Linked DNA regions of Macaca mulatta: region 2 is linked to region 1. The links are chromatin contacts, called in public Hi-C maps. All regions are on one chromosome and are shown on one strand. Each heading gives the region's core, a stretch centred on a gene start, on an enhancer-like site or on the middle of the called end of the contact. The rest is flanking DNA. Distances are from core to core; before and after follow the strand shown. Region 1 overlaps UMAD1 (UBAP1-MVB12-associated (UMA) domain containing 1). Region 2 overlaps UMAD1 (UBAP1-MVB12-associated (UMA) domain containing 1).

Region 1 (4,829 bases), core at 1,004-3,503:
CCACTGTATAACTGCATATTGCTTTACTACTTAACCAAAGCAATTTTATTTTTAAAAATTATTTTTATTACATTAAATTTTCCCCTGTTCTAAGAACTGCAGCTTCTATTTTTTCAGCACTCAATATATTGATAGCTATGGGTCTGGACATTCTTAAGTTGATATAAGACAAATGTGGTCTTAAATACTGACAACTTGTAAGAGATTTCTGCTTCCCTGCTTTATTGTAATGAGCTTGCAAGATGACCCCCCCGAAATGGCAACGGCTCTTTGTGACTGCCATATCACACTGTAACCTCATATCTGCTTTGCTGTCTGATAGCACCTGACTCCCTTTCATTATTGCTAAGCATTGTCTCTCATTAAATATCTATTTCAGATTATTCGTTCTTATATGTATTAGTTCGTATTTTCTTAGGCGGAATCTCACTATTTCCTATGACATTTCTAAAACTTTTTGGTATCTTCTTTTCTATTGCTATTTGAAATGCTTCCCAATTTACTATCATTTCTAAAACTAGTTGACATACTTCGTTTCTAATTTTAGATTTTTAATGAAAATGCAAAGGAAAACCAGATAATATATCTTCTTAGAGGCTGTATTATTTCATCTTAGAATGAATCTAAGTAAAAGCTGTAAATCATCATGCTATTAAGTCAAGTAAACCTGAACTGTTTACTTATTACATAAATCACTCTACTAATTTTGTAACTAATTTTGCAGTTTTAGTTGAGACGGGGTTTCTCCATGTTGGTCAGGCTGGTCTCGAACTCCTGACCTCAGGTGATCTGCCAGCCTCGGCGTCCCAAAGTGCTGGGATTGCAGGCATGAGCCACCACTCCTGGCCTAAATTTCAATCTTAAATACATTTAAATTTGTAAAATTCAAATGTCTTTGTGACTCCAATGACTGTAAAAATGTCATTGGCTTTGCATGTTCTCATTTATAAATGAGAGTTAAACATTGAGCACACAGGGACATAAATACAGGAATGACAGACACTGTGGTCTACTGGGGGTGGGGAAGGGAGAAGAATGTGGGCTGAAGAACCATCTATTGAGTACTATGCTCACTACCCAGGTGATGGGATCCACACCCCAAACCTCAGCATTATGCAATAGTCCCATATCACGAACTTGCACATGTACCCCTTGTATCTAAAATACAGGCTAAAATTTAATTGAAGAAAAATTAATAAACAAAGAAATAATTTTAAAATGTCATTGGCTTTAATTAAATAAAAAGCACTTCAATTAAATATCAATGATCCATAGTTAATATTTTATTCCCTACTAGGCTGTTTATAACTTGTTTCCTGTGCTCAAAACATTTAAAAATATAACTTGGCTAGGGAATTTCAGGATATTTATTTCCTAAATACTAGGTTTACATCAACATAAAACTCCTGTTTTATATCATTGTTTATTTAATATCACTCTGATTTTCTCTATTTTGAGAGTGCCAGCTTAAAAGCGTTTAAAAAAATCAAATCTGCTAAAATTAATGTTATTCAATGCATTTCAAATTAAATCCATTAAATCTTAAATATATATAATGTGCTTTTGACTCATGAAGCCTTCGATGAAAACAAATTCTAATCCAACCCAGGAAAGTGAAGAGTTAAGTATGCAATTTAGGAAAGAAATATGGCAAGTCCATATATGTGGCTCAGTCTTCGAGTGATGTTTACATCGCTCTAAGGGAATCCTGTCTCTGTCTGCACAATGTTATGACCCTTGTCATTGCCTGCCCTGGAGCAGTTGCATATGCATCTACTTCTCCCACTAAGCAAGTCTCTCCTGAAGGGCAGAAGCAAAGGAAACCTTTGTAATTTCCATGAGGCATCCCACAGCAATTTGCACAAAGCAGCCACACAATCAATGTTAAGTTATCAGAAGAGCAAAGTTCTTGAGTTTGCCTTAACACACAAGACCCATGAAAAATGAAAGGAAAAGTAACTTACACACATGGGGTGGGGTTAGTGGTAGCAGTGGTAAGAATGTTAGCAAGAAACCTCAAATGAAAATACTAAAATACATTGTGACTTCATCAGTCACTGATGTGCTTAAATAAGAGTCAAGATTTTTTTTTTTTTAAGTAACTTTTCATACTTCCCAAGTTAGAAGCTGGGGAAGCTTCATTATTTTGTTTGAAAGTTCTCCGAATTAGACACACCCATATGACACAGCCAACGTAAATAATTTGTTCTCCTGGTGTTGTCACTGCTGAACAATGATGAACGGATCAACAGTACAGATATTCCCCAAGGAAGACTGACCTATTGTGTAAAAAATACATCCCCAAACAAGGAACTGTATTTAGGATAGGTTTCTACTTTCCGAATTCTGGCACTCCCTTAGTCCCTAACTGCCTATGAATCAGTCTCCTGAAAAACCTGCAACTGATCTTTCAAAAGCAATGCAATTCAATTCAACAAACATTTATTGAGCACCCACTGTATAAAAAAGCACAAGAATGGAAACCTGAGGGAAAAGGGCCAGCAAAGGAGATTGATAAGAAGCAACAAACAGAATAGAAGGAAAAGATACAGAAGAGAGAGGTGTGTGGAATACAAAAGAGGAACTGGTCAACATTCTCAGATGTCACAAGGGGGGAAAGCTGAGATCTAGAAGAAAAGGTATCAAAATTCTTACTGAGTAAATGCAAACAATGGGATCAATAAATAAGAAAATGAGTGTCTTTCCATGTAAAGAATGATTCTGCCTTATAAATCTATGCCCCAAGAATAAGTTCTAATTCTATTAATGTCGCTACTAACCTTCCTACCATCCAGACCAGAGGTTTCTTCCTTTCCTTCTAACGACAAATGTGATCCAATACCAAGTCCTATCACTCGCACCCACAAAATTAGGCTCACAGGCATGGTAACACAGGTTGTGTACTGCACAAGGATGTGAAAAGGGGAGGAGCATTCAAACCAAAGACATATCTTTAATAATTTTCCAGCAGAGGGCAGTCAAGTGTCTTATTCTAATAAACATATTACAACAATTTTCTAACAGATGGAAGTAAAATGTCTTAAAGAAGTGGCACTTTTTTGTTTTTTTATTTTTTATTTTTTTGAGTTAGGGCTCACTTTTATCACCCAGGATGGAGTACAGTGACAAGATCACAGCTCACTGTATCCTTGACCTCCTGGGCTCTGGTGAGTCTCCCAAATCAGCCTCCCGAGTAGCTGGGACCACAGGCACATACCACCATATTGGCTAATTTTGTTGTTGTTGTTGTTGTTGAGACAGGGTTTTACCATGTTGCCTGAGCTGGACTTGAATTCCTGGGCTCAAGCAATCCACTCACCTTGGCCTCCCAAAGTGCTAGGATTACAGGCGTAGGCTACCGTGCCCAGCTAGGGGGACCTTTTTTTAATTCACAAAATGTACTAAGTAGGTCAGTGGTGGCCTTGCCCACAGTATTTCCATCTATTTTCAAGCTTTCATTCTGGCTGCAGCTACCATAAATGAGATTCACATAATATCCTGCAATAGCTTCCAAACTGATCCCCTAATTTCTTCATACTTCAGTCCATCCTACAAGCATTTTTAAAAAATCCCAAAAGTACTGTTTTGCTAGTACAACTTTTCAAAAAATCTTCAGTGGCACTATGTTATTTTTTTCAATCTCACAGTCAAGGCCCTTCATAGCATGTCCTTAACCTTCTCTTTTAGTCTATTCTTTCACTGTTCCCAAGAGGTGCCCTACTCCTAGCTGAACCTAATTATTCTCTACCTTACATATGTCCTGTCCTTCCCTGCCTTGCTGTCTTTGTTCATGTCATTCCCTCCGCCTCGAATGCTCTCCAAACTCAGTCTTCCTGGCAGAAGTTCTAAATTACATTCGGTAGTATATTCCAGGGAGAGGTTTCTGGATGACTTAACATTGTCTTCAGCAAGCATTTAAAGAAAAATCCCCTCACTTTGGCTTTGGTTCGTTTATTCCAGTTATCTACTGGTGTATAACAAACTACTTACAACTCAAGACAATGATTATTTTTATTATATCTCACAACTCTGTGGGTCAAAACTTAGGGCAGAGCTTGAGCATTTCTGCTGTTCTGTGTAGTGATGTTAAAGGTTGCTCTAGGGTACTGGTAGTCAGAAAGCAGGTGAAGGACAACTTCACTCATATTTGGTAGAATGGCTAGAAAGTTGGGTTCAGCTGGGAATGTCAGCCAGATCATCTATACACATGCCTCTATAGCATGATGGCCTCCAGCTGGCTGGACATCTTAAATGGTGGCTCCAAGCTCCAAGAGCAAGTGTTCCAGTAAACAAAGCAGAAGTCACATGGCCTTTTGCAGCTGACCCTTGTAAGCCACGGTCTCTTTGGCCATATTCTATTGACTGAGGCAGTCATGAGCTTGTCCAGATTCAAGAGGAGGGGGCGTCGACACAACTTTTCAACAGGAGAGGGTCAAAGAATATGCAGCCATGTTTTAACACTGCCTAAGTTAGGGTAGAAGGGGGATAATACGGCAGACTTCCTCCCAGAAAGGTCTGAGCCACTTCTCTTGCTGTTCCCTGAATATGTCACTGTCTTATACTTTTTCCCCTCGTATATCTTTCCTCTGCCTGGAAAGCATCTCCATTCCTCCTTCTTCCCTACAAGCATGTCTAATTGTCATACACCTTTAAGGACTTCAGCCCCAAAGGACCACCTTAAATTTGCCTTCCTCCAAGACTCCTTTCTAGATCCTTTCAATCAGTTTTAATCTCTTGTTTCAGGTTCCCTAGTACCTTTTTCTTCATGATAGTACTTTTCCTATTTATAATTTTACATTAGATTTTCATTTATGTATGAAGCAAAAAAG
Region 2 (4,459 bases), core at 1,259-3,758, 83 kb after region 1:
CTGTACTAAACTTTTCTTGTCACTATTCCTCAAACAATACAGTAAAACAACTGTTTACATAGCATTTACATTGTATTAGGTGTTTTAAGTAATCTAGGGATGATTTAAAGTATATGGGAGGATGTATGTAGGTCATTTGCAAAAACCATGCTCTTTTATATCAGAGGCTTGAGCGTCCATGGATTTTGTTATGAGCGGGAGTCCTGAACCAATTTCCCACAGATACCAAGGGAAAACTGTATATTACTCATAGAAAATGAATTTCGGCTGGAAGCGGTGGCTCATGCCTATAATCCCAGCACTTTGGGAGGCCGAGGCGGGCAGATCACCTGAGGTCAGGAGCTTGAGACTGGCCTGGCCAACGTGGTGAAACCCCGTCTCTACTCAAAACACAAAAATTAGCCAGGCGTGGTGGCGGGTGCCTGTAATCCCAGCTACTTGGGAGGCTGAGGCAGGAGAATCACTTGAACCCAGGAAGCAGAGGTTGCAGTGAGCAGAGACAGCGCCATTGCACTCCAGCCTGGGCAACAAGAACAAAAACTCTGTCTTAAAAAAACAAAACAAAACAAAACAAATTTCATTTCATAGGATTATGTATGAAGCTTTATGCTCTTTTTCTATTTAATGATTTAATATCTTGAAGGAAATGTAATTACCCAGAAATTCTGTGGTTTTATTTGCTTTTTGTTTGTCTATGGCTCAACTAAAAAAGAAACTGTAACTTTGTTTTATGAAGTCTTTTTCAAAGTATCTTAACGTATTATTGGATTATGTACAATTATTAGAGTGAACTATAGTGCTTCTCAGCCTTGCATGAATTCTAGAATCATCTGGAGAACTCTGGGGGGAAAAAAATCAATACCTGGGGCTAATCCCAGGACCATTTAATCAGAATCTAGCAATGGGTCCCAGCACCAGTATTTTTCTCTAAGTATCCCCTAATGCACAGGAGGGTTAGAATCACAGAGTTAGAGAGATAGATCCCTAATTTACATTTGAGTCAACTAAGTCCACTGAGCCCCAGAAAAAAATGAATGACTTTCCCACAATTAATCGTGCCAAACAGAAGGCTCAGTTCTGCCTCTCAGTAGAGCTGGCACCTTTGCTATTCCTTCATGCAATTGCCTTTCACTGTACATTCAAAGAGTTAAGGAAGGGTGGTGCACCCCACATGGGGACGGCGTAACCTAACTTTTTCACCTCCGTAAAACTGAAACTGAAACACTGCTAGATTAACAGGTAAACCAGAATCAAGTAACAGTGAATGAAAATACTGTTAATTCTATCCATTAGACACAGAACGCCACATTTCTTAATAGAAAAACAAGCATCTACATAATGAGTTAGTTGAAACATCCTGGCATACTTGCTTTACAATTTAAAGGTCAAAAGTAAAAACACAAAAATTGCTAAGTAAATTAAATGTAAATTGAGTTTTTCTGGATATCCTGATACATGGGTAAGGAGACAGTGATAGGGTAAGTTGCTTTTTAATCCATGAACACTCTAATTTTTTAAAGATCTGGTATACATTTTTATAAGAACAGGGAATAAAAATAGGAAGCACATGTTGAAAACTGGTTTAGTTTTTGTCACTGTTTTAATTAAAGCCTTTGACCCTAGACAGAATCAAAGTGACTTACTGTCCCTCATTCCTTAGAATGGAAATGTTTATGTACACAGCTAAATTTCGACTTTTAAATAAAGGAAACAACACAGCGATGAAGAGACTACCTTTAAAAGTTCTATATAAAAATGTGATAGTTTAACTGAAGTATGTACATGTGGTTTGATTCCCAGAATGAGGAATTCAGGAGGAGATAATCTTAAAAATAACTCACTTCTTTTCAAAATCTGATTGATCATTTAGACTGGAGAACAGAAGGTGAGACTAAATTACATAAATATCTTTAAAGTATTTTAAAAGGTGAAATCCAAGCTGCTGTGAATTATTAAATTCTGGTTCTACATTCAGCGAGTGTTACAAAATAATTAGCTTAATGGAAACTAGAAGTTCTTATGCCCTACTTTAAGAAGCACCTGCATATTCTGAAAACCATGATGCATTTCAGTTGTACTGTAACCCAATTCCTTTAATCTCTATGACAGTGTTTGCCCAATTTCATTCTGCCTGTTTCAAAGTTAATTTAATATTTGGTCAACAATATTAGTGAACCAACAACAATATCTAAATTGTTCCTTTTCATTTATATCCTATTATTTTTTGTTATTTTTCCTTGTTTTTGCTATAACATAATAAGCTAATTCATGCTTTTGTCTTAGTTTTGGAAGCAATTATATCCTAACATTTATGCAATACCCCTTTTCCTAACTTAAAATAACTATGAGCTTGCTACTACAGTAGTAAATTTGTAATCAATTTAAAGATAATGTCTTAAAAGTACAATTAAACATGTCATAACAGAAGAAAACCCTGGTAATTACAAATAGTGCCATGCTTGTAGGATTTTTAAACAGTAGTATAAGGCTATGAAAAATCGCCACCCAGTGATGCAAATGAAAACTGCAATTTGTTTTTGTGTAAAATGAGTACCCTGGAGGATTACTTCAACTTCATTACTGAATGAAGGAATAGCTATTACCTTCTTACGTGAATAGGAACTGGTTACAAGGGAAAGGATGTTTTTCTACAAGAATTTTTTTCCCTTAATCTTATTCAGCACACTCAACATTTTACAAAGGCTAAAAGCTTTGGAAATCTTAATGGGGAGAAAGGTTTTCCGTCCAAATGTGAGCTAACTGTATATGAACAGCCCAGATATTCCTATTACCAAAACAAGTGTCTAGACTCTGCCCAGACCTGAATTTCAAGTCATGATGTGTTGATTCCATCAACTCTGCAATGCCATCTAATAATTGTGACCTAAAACCTATTTGTGTTAAGCAGAAATGCTTGCCTAGGGGAAAAGGTATTATCAAGTGGAAAAAAAATAGATAATTTATAGCTTAAACAACATAATTTGCTCTGATCTTTCTAGAAACGGGTTATAAGGGCCACATAAGGAGATAATCTAACAAATTCTGTAGCGTCCATATTGATAAAAAGTTGTTGCTACAAATATAATCATGTTTATAAGTCTTTACTTAGTTGTATCATTCAGACATCAAGAAACACACAAACCAACAAAATATATTTATTTTTCTGTAATGTACCTATTGCACACGATGCCACAAAAAAAGTTATGTGGATATATGCTGACCACAACATATGTGTATGCAACTAAAAAACTATCAGAACTAATAAATAAATTCAGTAAGGTTACAGGATACAAAATCACATACAAAAATCAATAGCATTTTTATACACCAACAGCAAACAATTTGAAAAAGAAACCAAGAAAGTCATCCCATTTATAAAGCTACCAGTAAAATAAAATACTTAGGAATAAATTTAACCAAAGTGAAAGATCTCTAAAATAAAAATTATAAAATACTGATGAAAAAACCAAAGAGAACACACACACACACACACAAAATGGAAAGATACTCCATGTTTATGGATTGGAAGAATCGGTATTGCTAAAATGTCCATACTACCCAAAACAATCTACAGATTCAATGCAATCACTATCTAAATACCAAGGACATTCTTCACAGAAATATAAAAAACAATCCTAACATTTATACAGAACCACAAAAGACCCAGAAAAGTCAAAACCGTTCTGAGCAAAAACAACAAAATTAGAGGAATCACACTACCTGACTTCAAATTATACTAAAAAGGTATAGTAACTAAAATAGCACAGTAACGGCATAAAAACAGACACATGGACCGATGGAACCAAATACAGAACCCAGGAATAAATTCACACATTTACAATGAACTCATTTTCAGCAAAGGTGCCAAGGACGTACATTGGGAAAAGGAAGTCTCTTGAATCAGTGGTGCTGGGAAAACTGGATATCTATATGCAGAAGAATGAAACTAGACCCCTATCTCTTGCCACATACAAAAATCAAGTCAAAATGGATAAAATACTTAAATCTAAGACACGAAACTACTAGAAGAAAGCATTGGGCAAACGCTACAGGACAGTAATCTGAACAAAGATTTCTTGAGTAGTACCCCACAAGCACAGGCAACCAAATCAAAAATGGACAAATGGGATTACAAAGGCTTCTGCACAACAAAGGAAACAATCAACAGTGAAGAGACAACCCATAAAATGGCAGAAAATATTTGCAAACTACTCATCTGACAATGGATTAATAATCAGTATATATAAGGAACTCAAACAACTCAATAGGAAAAAATAAAATAATCCAATTTTAAAATGGGCAGGCCAGGCATAGCAGCTCACGCCTGTACTCCCAGCACTTTGGGAGGCAGAGCCAGGAAGATGGCTTGAGCCTAAGAGTTCGAAAGTAGCCTGGGTAACATAGCGAGATACTATCTCTTAAAAATATATACATATATATTAATAAATTAAATATATAT

The links. A called contact is a pair of places that touch in the nucleus more often than the background predicts.
Region 2: a Hi-C map of CD4 T cells shows a contact between it and region 1, with 2.5 times the contacts expected there. The contact joins two enhancer-like sites. A contact is called at or near these places in 2 of 14 Hi-C or Micro-C datasets (CD4 T cells and liver).

The regions. Positions count from the first base shown.
Region 1 is chr3:120,759,243-120,764,071 of T2T-MMU8v2.0, forward strand. The region is part of intron 3 of UMAD1 (UBAP1-MVB12-associated (UMA) domain containing 1); the gene reads right to left. Among named protein-coding and RNA genes, the nearest start is that of UMAD1, 120 kb to the right of the region's middle. Within about 2 kb of position 2,254, at least 11 of the 40 cell types and tissues checked have an H3K27ac peak or open chromatin away from gene starts, as enhancers often do. A contact at or near this core is called in CD4 T cells, where this site is marked.
Region 2 is chr3:120,842,098-120,846,556 of T2T-MMU8v2.0, forward strand. All of the region lies in intron 3 of UMAD1 (UBAP1-MVB12-associated (UMA) domain containing 1), which reads right to left. Among named protein-coding and RNA genes, the nearest start is that of UMAD1, 38 kb to the right of the region's middle. Within about 2 kb of position 2,509, at least 15 of the 40 cell types and tissues checked have an H3K27ac peak or open chromatin away from gene starts, as enhancers often do. A contact at or near this core is called in CD4 T cells, where this site is marked.